Regions from separate parts of the Solanum lycopersicum genome. Here region 2 is linked to region 1. A link is a contact called in public promoter capture Hi-C data. All regions are on one chromosome and are shown on one strand. Each heading gives the region's core, a stretch centred on a gene start, on an enhancer-like site or on the middle of the called end of the contact. The rest is flanking DNA. Distances are from core to core; before and after follow the strand shown.

Region 1 (7,206 bases), core at 1,672-4,171:
TTTTTTTTTAATTTAAAAAATAAAAATCTAGAGACGACCATAACTGCCCCACAAATAATTCCCACCCACGCGCCGACATTACATCATTTTACTCCACTTTCTCTCTCCTCTTTGTCTCCACTATATAAACCAACTCTTATCTTCCCTCTCTCCTCACTCAAAACCTTTTCAATTCTCAAATCTAAGCACGTGTATTACACGCATTCTGCGAATTTCTATGGAGAGCATGATGAGTAGAAAGAAGAGAGTCCGAGTTGAATCGGAAGAATCAGAATATAACTCACCGGAAGTGAAGAAACTCAAGGAGAATCTGTTGTACGATCTCACCGATGACGATGATAGCTCCGAGTTTTGCACCACGAGTCATGATTTCGATTCGTTCATGAAGAGTTTCGAAGAAGAAATTACAGCTTCTCCGTCACCGGCGAAGGTGATGGAGACGGAAGCGGTGGATTTGACGGCGGATTCTGATGAGTCTCAGCCGGAGTTAGGTTACCTTCTCGAAGCGTCGGATGATGAACTCGGACTTCCTCCGGCAACGGCGGAGGGAAGTGAATCGGTAGTCGAATTGATCGGAGTTTCACCGGATTCAATATGGGAAGTGGAAGAGAGAATTCCGAATTACGATTCGTTCGAATTGGGGATCGCTGATTTAGTGGATTTTAACACTGGTGTTTGTGAATACGTAGCACTAGATGGATTGTTTGATCATTCGGATCTTGGTTTCGGGTCACCCGATTTTCTATGGAGACCCGAGACGTTACCGGCAAACTAGGAAGTGTAAATCTTTTTTTTTTTGGGGTTTTAATCTTCTTTTTAATTATTAATATTATTTAATTTAAATATTAAAAAGCAAGAACAGAGTATACAAATTTCTGGATATTAAATTTTGAACCAAAAGATAGTGGAATTTTATATTTATGAAATAAATTATAGAATTATCGGTTAATATTGAATTTTTTTAATATATTAGAAAAACATGTTTTTCTTTGCGGTAAACATATTCACAAGTATTAAATAGCTCAACGAATGGGCTTCTCGATGCTGATCTCTATTCCTAAGGTTCATACGAGGACGTTATGTCATCACATGCCCCCATTTTTTTTTTAAAAAAATAGAGTTTTGATCGACTTTTTGTGTATATGCATGAACACAAATATATAAATATAACATTTTTTATACATCGAAGATGAAATTAATTACGAGATTGACAAACAAAATTAAGAGTTGCTCAAGGCACCACGACACTTGACACAACGATCAAGTCAAATAAAACGATATTATTTTTAACTCATTCTTTATCTTATGTGAGTATAAATAAGAAGAAATCTAACATGTTTACGAGTGTAGTTGGGCATCCCATCATGAGTCTTGACCATTATTTAATAGTGTAGTTATTACATGTTTAGGGCATTTAAAAATAGGGGGAAAATTAATGTTTATTAAGAGAAAAAAGTATCCATTCCACATAAACTAAATATTATATATCATCAAATTGGATTTATTGCACTCTATTATGTATGGTAATTTGCTTAGTGTATATTGAGTTACGTAGAGTAATATTTCATATAGAACGGTATATTTTTGAAAAATTCCTTCTAACAGAATCAGTCACATTATGTGTAATAACAAAATATGAATTTTCTAAATTGCCTTTTGACATTTTTTAGCAATGTCAGACTAAGATTTGGTCTTCGTTCCGCATTTAGGGATAAGACTTGAGACTTGAGTCTCATGTTTTGAATGTCTCAAAGCTCGATTTATTGATCTCGATCACGATCAAGTGGATCATTTAAAAATATTTTTCGATTCGTGGTAAGGTGGACAATTAAGATAATTGGGTCATCTTATGAGAAGCATGGCCCAACCCACTTAAAACCAATTTTAGCCCAATTCATTTGTCCAAATAACTTTTGAACTAATCTTTGTCCAACCCATATATTTTGTTGTAGATCCATTGTGGATGGGCTTTTTCTCTTTATTTCCATGCACAATTCTTAAGAAAGTTTAATGAAGAATTTTTTTTTTGGCAATTCCTCTTGATCCAAATATTTTACTTAGATGTGATAAAAAACTCTTTGTAGATAATTAACTATCACATTCAAACCAAAACTTGAAGGCCACTATTCAATATGTCAATTTGAAATATATCAATAAAATGAGTTGAGACATGTGTGTATATATATTCTAAAGAGGGAAAAATTGTAACAATATGTGTATATTAATATATGTATATATTATACACTAAATATACCTTGATTAATGTATTATAGACATATTATAATAAAAAAACAAAAAGAATGAGTGTGAAAGATTAAATGGCTATGATGAGTACTGACAAAAAATGTATATAATGAAAGGTGCATCTATTCTGTATCTAACACATATACTATATGCAGTGTGTGTATATATATAGTGTATAATGCATATATAACTTATAACATTTACATATAAAAAAAAGAATTAATATATAGATTTTTGTATACAAAGTAAATATCATGCTCTCATATATATATATATATATATATATATTCCTAATCTTTCTTTCCCTTTTAGATCTTATAATTTTAGGTTAGGTGGGTAGACTTGAAGGTGCATGAGGCTATTACAAGGGTGGATGAGTTTGATATATATCACCACAATTTCATCTCCAACTACAAAAATAGCACTATATTAAATCTCCATCATAATTTATGAATTTCATTTATTCCTAAACCAATTGATTTATGTTTTTTAAGCCCTGATAAAATTGGAATAAATAAATAAATACATCAAAAAAGTACAACGAAAAGAATTGTTAATAGAGAGAAAATTATTAAAAACACAATAAATTATTAATTTCATACTCAAATAATTGATAATTTTAAAAATATCCTATCGCGATTATATATAATATAAGTCCTGCGTATAACAAAAATCTAGCTAGCTGATCCTTTCCTTCATTCAGTCTTCAACACCTACTCCCAATCTTTCTCCTTCGCCTTTCACCACACGCGCTACCCAAACTACCCAAATCCTTATCGCGTGTCTTACACGCACATATCATACGCGTGAAAGTGTCTCCTCAGTTATTAAATATATAAAAAGGCCTGTACTCTTTTAACTCTTTACTTGCACCTTACGGTCCTTTCTACATTATTCTTCCTTCACCGTTGGGCTCTCCGTCGTCCTCTCCCTCTCGTCGGTCGGCGATCAAACTTTCCGGTGACGGAATAACAGATATGAAGATTTTTGTGAAAACTCTCAAAGGCTCTCACTTTGAAATTGAAGTCAAACCTGAAGATACGGTCCGTTTTTTTTTTTTGAACTCTTTATTTGATTATACATGAGCTGATGATATCAGCGATGTTGTTTGAATTCAGCTTGTTTTTACCATTTTTTTCGGAATTGAGGTTTGTTTTGATTTGTTGACGTGCTTTGTGATGCATAGATGTGACTGACTGTCAGTAATGACTGATTCAGTCGGTTGCTGCTCTAATTTGTTGATTAGATTCCGAGTTAGGCGATGTTGAGGTTTGAATTGAAGTGGTTTTGGTTTTGATTTGAGTTTTGAGGAGTTTCTGATTGTGTGTATTGGGTATAATTAGTGGATTCTTTTTTAAGTGTTTTGAGATTGTGCTATAGTGCTGGTGTTGCTTAGTGATTTGTTTCTTCAGGGAGGCCATTTTGTTGTCGGAAGATGCATCTATGGAAGTGTAAAGTACTTCCTCTGTTGATGTACTCTTGGAAACATATCCTGTGTGACTTGTGAGCTTGGGCTGCTTGCCAAGTTATAGCTAGTTTTAAGCCAAAGAAGAGCCTGCAATAGAATGAAGGAAGATAGTTAAATTAACAATTATTTGAATTCTAAATATTAGACGACGACGGTTGCAGAGGGTCCATGTAGGGGCAGTTGGTTTTTGATGGCGAAAGGCAACAAAAGGCGACAAGACAATGCGGTCTTTTTGAAGTGTGGCGCGAATTATACCAAAAATTTTGAAGTATTAAATTGCTTATATAGTAATAAAAATGTCTGTAGTAATAACATATTAGCAAATATTTTAATTCAAAAACTGAAAATAGAAAGTAGATACCGAAAGTCTAGAACTTGAATGAGAAAAAAACAAAACAAAGTCAAAATAAATATGAAAAAACAGAGGTAGAAGTGACTCAAAATTCTGAAGGAAGAGGAAAAAGAAATAGAAGAAGAAATCTGTGGAAGAAAAGAAGAAGAAAGAAGAACTATGTATTGGTTGGACTTTGGAGTCGCCGGAAAAGTATGGTTGGTAGCCGGAGAAGTCTAATCGAGTCAATTGGCTGGAGTCGCTGTCGCAGTCGCAGTCAAAGAGTTGCGAGAAAACCGTAAAGTCATCTTTTAACTTTTAGAATTCTAAGTTAGTAACCTTTTTTAAGAAAATACAGAAGGCGACACGTTTCTTGCCTTTGTCACCATGGCGTCGCCTTTTGAAGATTGCCTTGCCACAAAGCTAATAGGCGATGAAGGGTCGCCTCACTTCGCCTCTCGCCATTGTGACTAGGTGATGATCGCCTTTTACAACACTGCTTCGATGAATCCTCTGAAAATTGTTGAATAGAACGGGTGGATATTTAATTTTAAAAAAATAATGGAATGGATAGATATAGACATTCATATAGCTGACTCCAATTGGTTTGGAGTTAAGTTGTTGAGCTGCTGTACTCTTGGAAACCAAAGACTGACATGGAAGGGCGTGGTTTCTTCTATCGGCAGAAAAGAAGTTTGGCTTTTGCTAATATGGTTGAAATTGCATGACATCCGGATGAAGTTGTGAAGTTTGAAACAAGGTTTTGCTAATACGGTTGAAGTTGCATGAGATCCCTTTGTAGAAATTGGAAGAATTTGGAAAACTAGCCCTCGTTAGATTATTTTGGTAAGTTGTATTTTTTGACTAGTTTCTCACTATTTAATGAAGTAACATCGGTATTTTTTCACTGCTGCAAAGAAACACAGTTGCTGGTTACAAATCAGTGTTCTGATAGTTGGTGTCAAACTATACTGTCAGCCATAGTTGCTCTTGATGTCCAACCAATAATAAGGCGTTTGGACAAATTCTTTAGGCTCAACATAAAAGTGTTTCTCAGTAATCAAGTGCTATTAGCAGGATACATTTCTATATATAGATTCAGCAAGTAGATAACAATTTACAAGTTTGTATGTAACTATGAGGTCCAACAATGAGGTACAGAATTAAATCAAAAGGTATGATAACAAAAGCAGAATGAGCAAATAATCACAGTTATTCAAGGCTGTGGCATATCAGATATCATACAATTGCCCGACTTTGGCATATGATCCTCAAATATATTTGGTCGCACTCAATAGCCATTGTGAACTTAAGCAATGTGCCTTTGCGTAGCGAGGTGTTACTATCTCAAGGGTGGATTTATGCTTTCTTCAGAGAAGTGTGTTCATCAAATGATGGTGGACAAAGTAATCTGAACCAATCATCCATTCTTTTTTACCTCCACTTTTAGTAGGGTTAGATTGACATTGACAATGTTGTATATTGGATGCAGTAGTTGGTTATTTTATTTCTAAGTTGATTTTATATTTACTAATAAATTCATTTACATTTGGTACTTTCTAATTTAATAAATTGTAAACTTCGCTGCAAAGAAGCATCCGTTCATATCTCGCTTTTGCTTCAAGCCTCATGGACCTAGCCCCCTTTTTTGCTTTTCTCACTTTTGGTAACCCTGATTACTCTCTCGCGACCAAACTTTTGGACAAGGATCTTTAGCTGGATTGAACTTATCTTAGAGATTTTAGCTCTTGTAATCTTGTCACAATGAAACTTCAGATCATGCAGTACATTAAATTCACGGCTTGAATTTTCTGTATTTTTTAGGTTGCCGATGTGAAGAAGAACATAGAAACAGTTCAGGGTTCAGATGTATATCCTGCTGCCCAGCAGATGCTTATCCACCAGGGGAAGGTACTTAAAGATGGGACAACACTCGAAGAAAATAAAGTTGCTGAAAGCAACTTTATAGTAATCATGCTGACAAAGGTAAATATGAATCATTTTCTTTTTTCTTCTAATTTTCAGTGTTATTGGTATAGTTAACTGCATGAACATAGACATCATGTTGGATCTTTACACCATGTACTGGGGTTCTCTTGGGGGATAGAGTGGTATAAAAAGAATTGTTCACACCTCTATTTTTTTTATAGAAAAAATACTGACTCGTCATTGATCATTTGATGTAGTTTCAATACGCATGTGTATATGTTTGTTCTTTTTCTTTTTAAAGGTCTGATGTAAAGATTCCTCTTCCAAACTCTTTTAACTCCATATGTTAGAATAGTTACCATCAAGTCTCTGCACCTGTCCTTTATTTTCTGAACCTTTGTTTTCAGAGAAGTGTATTTTGTTGAGTATTGCCCCTTTTGTTAATTCCATGTGTTAATGTTAATAGCTAATACTAATGTATTTGGAGGATGAGCTATTGCACCTGTCAAATAGTGTGTGTTATAAGCCATGATATGTTTAAGTTGTTTGTTTATTGGACTTGTATAATGTATTGTGCATATAGGGGCACACAATGGGTTCATAAAGGTCTTGAGTGATGGTAATTGCTGCACATACTAAAATTATGAAAAACAGTGTATACCTACCCTGTTTGGATGCATACTTGTAAACATGTCCATGCATCACAATTTTAAAAATAAATGTCTCATAGTGTACCTATCATAACTTACGAATAAAGTTATGACACTCAGAGGATTACTACATCTTTTTTATTTATATTTGTAACTTTAGTTTGTTACTTGCTGTTGCATGGAATTTCAGAGTAAGAGCTCAGCTGGAGAAGGTTCAGCTACTTCAACTGCAGCAACAGCTAAGGTTTGCAGTGTGATAGCATTTTCGTTCAATTGAATTACTTGGTCTTGCATTTGTCCCATATTTATCCAAGGTTGGTGTAGATCAAATCTAACACTTTTGGGATCATATTGATAGAGGTAGGGAGAAAATCTGGATCAGTTCCATACTATGAGCTGAGTGTTTAATCCTAAAAAGACACAGCATACTGGAAAAGCTTTTTCCTAATTTTTTCTTTTGATATGTTTTCTCAGAGACATTCTCCTACCGTGGTATGTTTGATGTTTTGCTATCAAGGTCTTATGTATAATAGATGAGGACTACTGGATTGCCTAACTCGATTGACTATCGACTAAAACATCAT
Region 2 (7,206 bases), core at 2,540-5,039, 140 kb before region 1:
GCACTGCTTGAACCAAAGCCGCCAAAAGCTGGCTTTTGACCGAATACTGATGAACCTTCACAATCAAGACACTTTCAGAATTGAAGAACAAATAAATACTGTTCCCTCACATTGAGTCTATAACACAATTAAAACAAAATTACACCAATTACGTAAATAATGTCAACTGATTCCCAGTCTAAGGAGAATGCAGGAAAATGCACACTGTAAACAACATACAGTTAACGCCACTAAAATATTAGTGAAGGGGAAATGCTGAAATGCCCATTGCAAATAGCATACGGTTTACATCACAAAAATATTAGTAAAGGGGTTTCATTGACCTCAGAAAATTAAAGAACATGCATTCATTGTTATACTAGAAGTCTATAACAGAAAAAAATGCAAAGAAAGAACTACAATGAACGAAGCAAAAAGAAAAAATAGATAGAGATCACTCTTCCCATCAAGAAAGAAAAGATGTCTCCTACATAAAAATTGCATTAGCACTAATAACCTCCCTAACAAGTAAATGAATTTATTTTTTTCAGGAAAAAATATTAGCACTAAAATTCACATTGTATACTCCCCTGATTCAAAGTCTACAGGTGAAGGAGGGTAGACATGCACGCCCAGTATTTACCATGTTTTGAAGCTCGAAACAGCATATTTCTCCGTAATATATAAAATATTTCCAGATACAAGGTTTAAATAGGAAATATCATTAATAATCATGTAAGAGAATAACAACACAAATTCATTTGAATAGACAAATAATACACTTGAGCTTTATGCAGGCATTGGTACTTACTACTTAGCATTTGGTTTTTGATCAAGACAAAGATGTTAGAATCTGAATACACTAAACAAAAAGACTTCGTTGTCAACATCTGAATATAACTCCGCTTGTGTGAGCTCGCTTACATTGATGATCTTAAGCCCCGATAAAGGAGGACGGTTGATGAGGTTCGAGTAAACAACTTCTCTACACCTTAAAGATAGGGGTAAGGCTACATACATCTTATACTGGGTTTGTTATATTTTCTATCGTTGTATTAAGACTTGAATGCTAAATAATTAAGTTTGTTTGTTTTACAAAATCATTTAAAAATAAGTTAATATAAAATTTAATGAAATACCAAATCAATCTAGCGCTAAATCAATACAATATTTTTAAAAATCAAAGATGGTTGGTAGTGCTGGCTAGCGGTGGTAGTTGTGGGTGTCAATGAAGGATGGTGTTGGCTACTGGAGGTGTTAGAGGTAGGAGTTAGTTGTGGCTGGAAGTGGTGGTTGATAAAGATAGTTGGTGGTGGTGAATGATAGTGATAGGAAATGATGGTTGCGAATCATTATGGAGGCTGTCTTATATATAATGGTGGCGGCTAGTGATGATTGGTAGTTGTCTAACAGCGATGATAGTTGATTGTAATAATTGGCACTGTGGTCGCGGTGGTGGTTGCGACTGTTGAGGATGGTAATTGTGGGGGTGAGTGGTGGTAACTGATAATGGTGAGCCAGCCCTAATGTCATTGACACATGCATAATAAATGATCATTAACTATCCACCTCATGGGCCACTGAGATGTAAACCCAGAATCATGATGAATGGTATCAACACATTTGGTGTAAGCAATACTATAAAATACAATAAAGCATTGAATGCATTCTGAAAAAAGACATCTAAAATACAATTATGTAAGGAAGCTTGTAGAGATGAAGCATTGATTGCATTCTGAAAAAATATATATATAACACAATTATGTAATGAAGCTTGAAGAGACAAATACTTACTCCCAAATGCTGGTGATGAACTGCCAAAAGTGGTAGTAGAAGCTCCAAATGCAGGTGAGGATGATGCACCAAAAACTGATGTAGACCCCAGAGGTGAAGAAGATTGGGGGGTTCCAAACACTCCAGTGGAAGTGCTACCAAAAAAGGAAGCACCTGATTGAGAACCAAATGGATTTGTACTGCCAAAAGGTTTTGGAGCAAATGGGTTATTACTTGTCTGCCCGAAACCTGATTGTGACCCAAATGGGCTAGAAGATGACTGCCCGAAAGCTGAAACAAACAGAAAGCAGTCAGCAGTGAACATCCTCACTGTATACGATAAGAGGAAAATGAAGACTAACAATTGTACCATAGACGAGAAAATTTCAGAAAATACTACACAAATCGAAATAAAAAAGGCATAGTTTCTATGAAATGAAGCAAATTAATGGAAAGATGAGCGGGTGCACTGTGGAAAAGAGCAGCTATTGAAAATAAGAATGGGCAAGTCCTTTTTAATCCTTTATTTCTGGTTAGGAGTATCAGTTTCAACGAAAATGTAAGTAAAGCTACGAGTCATAACTATCTTCATTAGAAGTAAAGGGGGGAGAGGGGGGAATAGATTTCTCAAGTATAAAAAAGATGTTGAGACAGCTGCAAGTACTTACCATTCGTGGACCCAAACATGGTTGGATAGTCAAATCTTTCCCAGCAGTTGTTGGAGTGTCCAAGTTAAGCTACAAAAAGGACAGAACGCGCAGATCATTCTCAATTGGTTGTTGAAGTAGAAATATACGTCTAAAGAAAATTCAATGAAACGGAAGTAAAGAAGACTGTTTCCACTTACATATAATGCCTCAATGAATGAAAAAAATCCTATGCACTAGGTATATGCATTATGCTGCAAAATTAATAAACAAGGAAAGAATAAGAAGATCCATTATTAAGAAAGTAAAACTTGAAAACGTCACGTAAATCAATGTAAAAACAGTGCTTAAATGACAACACTGCATCTATGTGCAGAAGTACAACTTTGGACTTGATTTCCCCCCTCAATTAAGGCAAAAAAAAACTGAATATGTCAAATTATCCATACAAGCATATTGTATACATTAGGGTGGAATGTGAATAAGGTATAGGAAACAGAAACAAAATCAGAAATAAAAAACCTAACGCGCTAGGGTGAAGGCTCTACGTAATATGCCAAGGGGAGGTGTTGATGACCAACTACTAAATGCTTGATTTAAATCTATAAGCCCCAAAAATATCAATCAAAAAGGTTGCAACTTGCAACAAAAGTTATATTCTTATTTAGGTTGCTGTATGCTTGCTAATCTCGGCTATGCAAAGCCAATCATCCTTACTCTTTAGAAGTCCCTGGTTGAATGAAGTCACCAATAGCTTGATAATGGATGTACAGAAATCCACATTCAGAAATAGATTTCCACATATATAAGCCTCGGCCATAAAAATATGGGAAAATAATTAATATAATTGTACACAACTTATTCATGGATACAAATTGTATTCATTAATACTATTGTATTTATTGATACATATACATACTAATCACATGTACACAAAAACAGTCATTGATACATACACATACTAGTTACTTATATACAATTGTCCAACGTACATACAAATACAATCCGCGTCTCTTCTCTCCTCTCCTCCCCTCCCTCTAACATGTAAACTATGTATTTAGCAAACTACAGTTATTGTTGCCTCATTATGTTTCAAATCTTTGTTATTTTTGAAAGTTCCTCTAAAAATATCACATTAATTGATAAAGTAATGGAGAAACCGAATAGAAATCGGAATCGTAACAGCTAGGGTTAAAGGCGCTACCTGAGATGTACAAGGAAGATGTTGCCGGCCGACGGACGACTAGCTGCTCGTTTTCGATCTGAAAGCAGCAGAAATATCACCTGAAAAGGTCGCCGGAAGCTAGCGTTTGTACAACTTCGGCGGAGTTAGAGTGTGTGTTTTGGTCGGAAAAAGCCCTATCAGAAGGTCGCTGCATCATACAAATAGGCAACGTAGCTTTTAAACAACGCTAATTATTGACGGTTCGGTTAATGGGCTTAGACCCGCCCGCCCGTTTAACATGAAACTATTTGTATCCGATTAAGGATCCGACTACTGTCATACTCACAAGTTAGAGGAAATTTAATTTCTTTAACTTATTTGTATTTTTTAGAACTTAAAAATGATTATTTAAAAGTATATTTCTTTTTATTTGAACTCTATATTTTAAAATGTTTAAAATAAATCAATTCAAACATGTTAGTTATTGCGGGTTTCCTTGTATAAAAAAATGTGAATAGCCAATTTTATAATATATATGTGCATATGTGTATATAATATCATTAATTCGAACATATTATAACAATTACACTACATAGTTCGAGAAGCGAATCCAAGATTTGGAAAGTCTAAATACACTAATATTAAGCTAAAAAAAAGAAATTTGACAAAACTCTGATCGCATCGGCGGATCTTTTAACTTGTGCTAGCAGTATAAAGCACCATTTCATGCTTTTTACGAGGATATTGATAACTATATTTAGTTTTATTTTTTTAATTTCTCGAGATGGACTAACATAATATACATGATGTCATGCGAAGTTAATGAATACATGTATACTCCACGTGAACATAGAAATCTACCTCAGCGCCTTTGATTGATAGAATATTTTGATTTTTAACCAACATCGCTTGAAGATCAATAAGAAAAATAATACTGTATATGATTGTTACCCAACCAGCTCATAATTGATTAATACTGCTTTAGCCATTATCATCTTCTTCTTTTTTTGTCATTGTTTTTGTTTCTCCAATGAATGTACATTATGATCAAACTTGTACATAGATTTGAAAAGTAAAAGTCCATTTATCAATTATCGTAGAAGAAAACTTACAACGAAATATTGTCAAATTCAAATCCTATTAATTCAAGTTTTGATATTATCTTAAGAAAAAATACATAAAACACACTAAATTTATGCTGCGATTATGGTGAAGCATACTTAAAAACGAATATCTTATATGTATGCATCGCACTTTACACTTCAATTAGTGAGTGAAAATACTGCATGTTATTATAACACCAGTTTTTCACGATCATTATCTAAAATCTTTTAACTCAAAACGATTTTTTTTAAACGCTAAACGTCTGGAATACTTTTAACATGTTACCTAATTTATTTCACTTCCCTTTACAGTTTATTTTAAATTAATACATATTTCTTTTCAATTCATTAATTGGAACTTTCCACCTAATAATTGTTTAAGAGAGAAAAAAATTAAAAGAACATGTTAATACATCATAAGACCACAAATTCGGAATCCTCATATACTTTTTGAAACTTCGTATCAAATCAACCAAACATCTACTGAAATTATAACGAACTACTACTACTAACAAATATTTAACTCGAAACCATGATTTCTGTACGGAATATTTATCTTTAAAAAGAATTATTGCAGCATTTTTTTCATTATAATAAGCAGGTTTTGACAATTCACAGAAACAAGGTTAAAGCCTAAATAAAACTTGTAGATCATAAAGCTAACATAGAGCATTTTAACATAATCTAAATTTCAGAAGGAATAAGCATTGTTGCACTGTTTCTAACTCCATTAAATAGAGATGAGAGAAGAAACATTTGAGTAGAGGCTAGTCCTCATCGCGTAAACATGGCTAGATACTCGCACTGATACCCAAGTCTCAACCAACACAAGATTGTAAAAATACTCCTCGAATATACTACAGCAAACTTACTTTCTTCAGCTTGCCATGACAAGAAAAGACTTGCTTCAAGCCACAACTTGACATCAAGGGTATTTAAAAAAAGGAAGGTATTATATACATTGTGAGCAAGCTTGTTCTGCACGTATCTTGTGAACTCTATCAACGCTCAGATAGCACTTCACCGGTTTGTTTCAACATGGAATGTAAGAGAAGCTAAATAATGCTTAGGTGAACAATCTGATAAACCTCCGTCATGCTTGTCTCTGTCTAAATTCAGTAAATTGCAGCACAGGCTAGTCCTCATTAGCAACGCTAGCCTGCATCCTGGAAACACAACTCAGGAGGAAGCAGATGAATCGCATTGCCACTGGTTATTAGGAGAGAGTTGGCTGATCACACCATCTTCAATCTTCCAAGTTCTAAAAGTAGTTTAAAGTTTTCACCACCCATGAACATCATAGATTCTGCAAAATATTCTCAGCACCAATGATGCAAGCAAGAATGAGACTCCCATTTACTGCAGAAACACAAAGTAATGTATGAGAGAAGTCCTATTAGTACAGACCATACCATATGTATAACAAAAGTAGATATACCTCGAATAGAGCCATCCTCCAATCTCATAGATATCAATGCTATTAATTATTATACTCTTTGATAAGGTCTCAATTAAATAATCCCAGCACACTTTAGACAGCATGAGCCAGGTTCTTCCCAAATCCCACACCAGCAACTGATTCATCCTTGCAATTACCGCTTGGGTTAGTAGTCTTATGAAGACATCTGCACTTAAGACAAATGAACCTGGCAGGAACAGCATCCAAGTCAGGGATCCCGGCACATCTAGTGTGCTGCCAAACACTGCACACATCGCATGCTAACATCCTCTCCCCATCATCATCCTTTGCTCCACAAAAGCAATCTACAGTCCATCTCTCCATTCCCCTTTCCATTCTATACTTGCTCAGCCCATTTTTCCCCAGGAATTTTCCCCTGACTGTAACAAATTCAGCAGACCCTAGAAGGAGTTTGATCTGAGTAGATTCATTCACACCACCATATCCAACTAGCTCATCAGCTTGGAATCTTTTGAACATCAGGTAAACATCTTGAAACATCCTTGATGCCTCTGCCTTCAAGTCGGAAATGGTAGCATCCGAGGGGAGAATCAATAATTCTGGAGGAGGGTTTCTGGAATGTACATCAGATTGTTCTATGATGTCCACCTCACAAAGCACCTGGATTGCATCTGATTTAAGGATAGGCAAGAATTTTTCAGGTTGATATACTTTCAAAAATTGCTTGCAATCAAGAACAGTAGTAGCAGAGTCAACTGCAATTTCCCTTTTGATCAAGGGAACATGATTAGACATTGTCGATGGGTTTAGCATGCAATCGTACAAGTACTTCAGATCTCGACGCAGATGTTCCTCAGATGGGAGGTTGGGAGTACAAGGCAATCTATTCTCATTTGTATTAACATTAACCATTGGGTTGCAACGTTCAATTCTGCATCAAGTCAGAAAAAAAATCAGTGAGAAAGCAAAAAAAATCTACAATGCACAAAATGTGACTCCAAAGAAGAATGGATTACTGACTTGTACTCCATAGCACCAGAACCAGAAACGCTGCGGACATTGACAACCATTCCGTCAGCTACCTGCTTTCCATGGAGTGCCTTTAGGCAATAATCAAGG

Evidence for each region. Promoter capture Hi-C pulls out the DNA fragments that hold promoters and counts their contacts.
Region 2: a contact with region 1 is called in a promoter capture Hi-C map of leaf, with 3 times the contacts expected there. The contact joins the promoter of LOC101245750 here to the promoter of LOC101249452 in region 1. A contact is called at or near these places in 1 of 1 promoter capture datasets (leaf) and 1 of 8 Hi-C or Micro-C datasets (leaf).

Annotation. Positions count from the first base shown.
Region 1 is chr4:1,436,284-1,443,489 of SLM_r2.1, reverse strand. It overlaps LOC101249452 (ubiquitin receptor RAD23c), which reads left to right and starts at 2,921. Exons shown (of 12, transcript XM_004236917.3): 1 at 2,921-3,287; 2 at 5,868-6,029; 3 at 6,813-6,866. The coding sequence starts at 3,222. It overlaps LOC104646741, which reads left to right and starts at 218. Exons shown (of 1, transcript XM_010321120.4): 1 at 218-775. The coding sequence starts at 218. The coding sequence ends at 775.
Region 2 is chr4:1,581,003-1,588,208 of SLM_r2.1, reverse strand. LOC101245750 (nuclear pore complex protein NUP98A) reads right to left here and starts at 3,789. Exons shown (of 14, transcript XM_010321116.4): 1 at 3,604-3,789; 2 at 2,600-2,653; 3 at 2,421-2,489; 4 at 1,774-2,043; 5 at 1-55. The coding sequence starts at 2,439. It overlaps LOC101251672 (PHD finger protein At1g33420), which reads right to left. Exons shown (of 6, transcript XM_004236925.5): 4 at 7,108-7,206; 5 at 6,106-7,018; 6 at 5,340-6,026. The coding sequence ends at 6,199.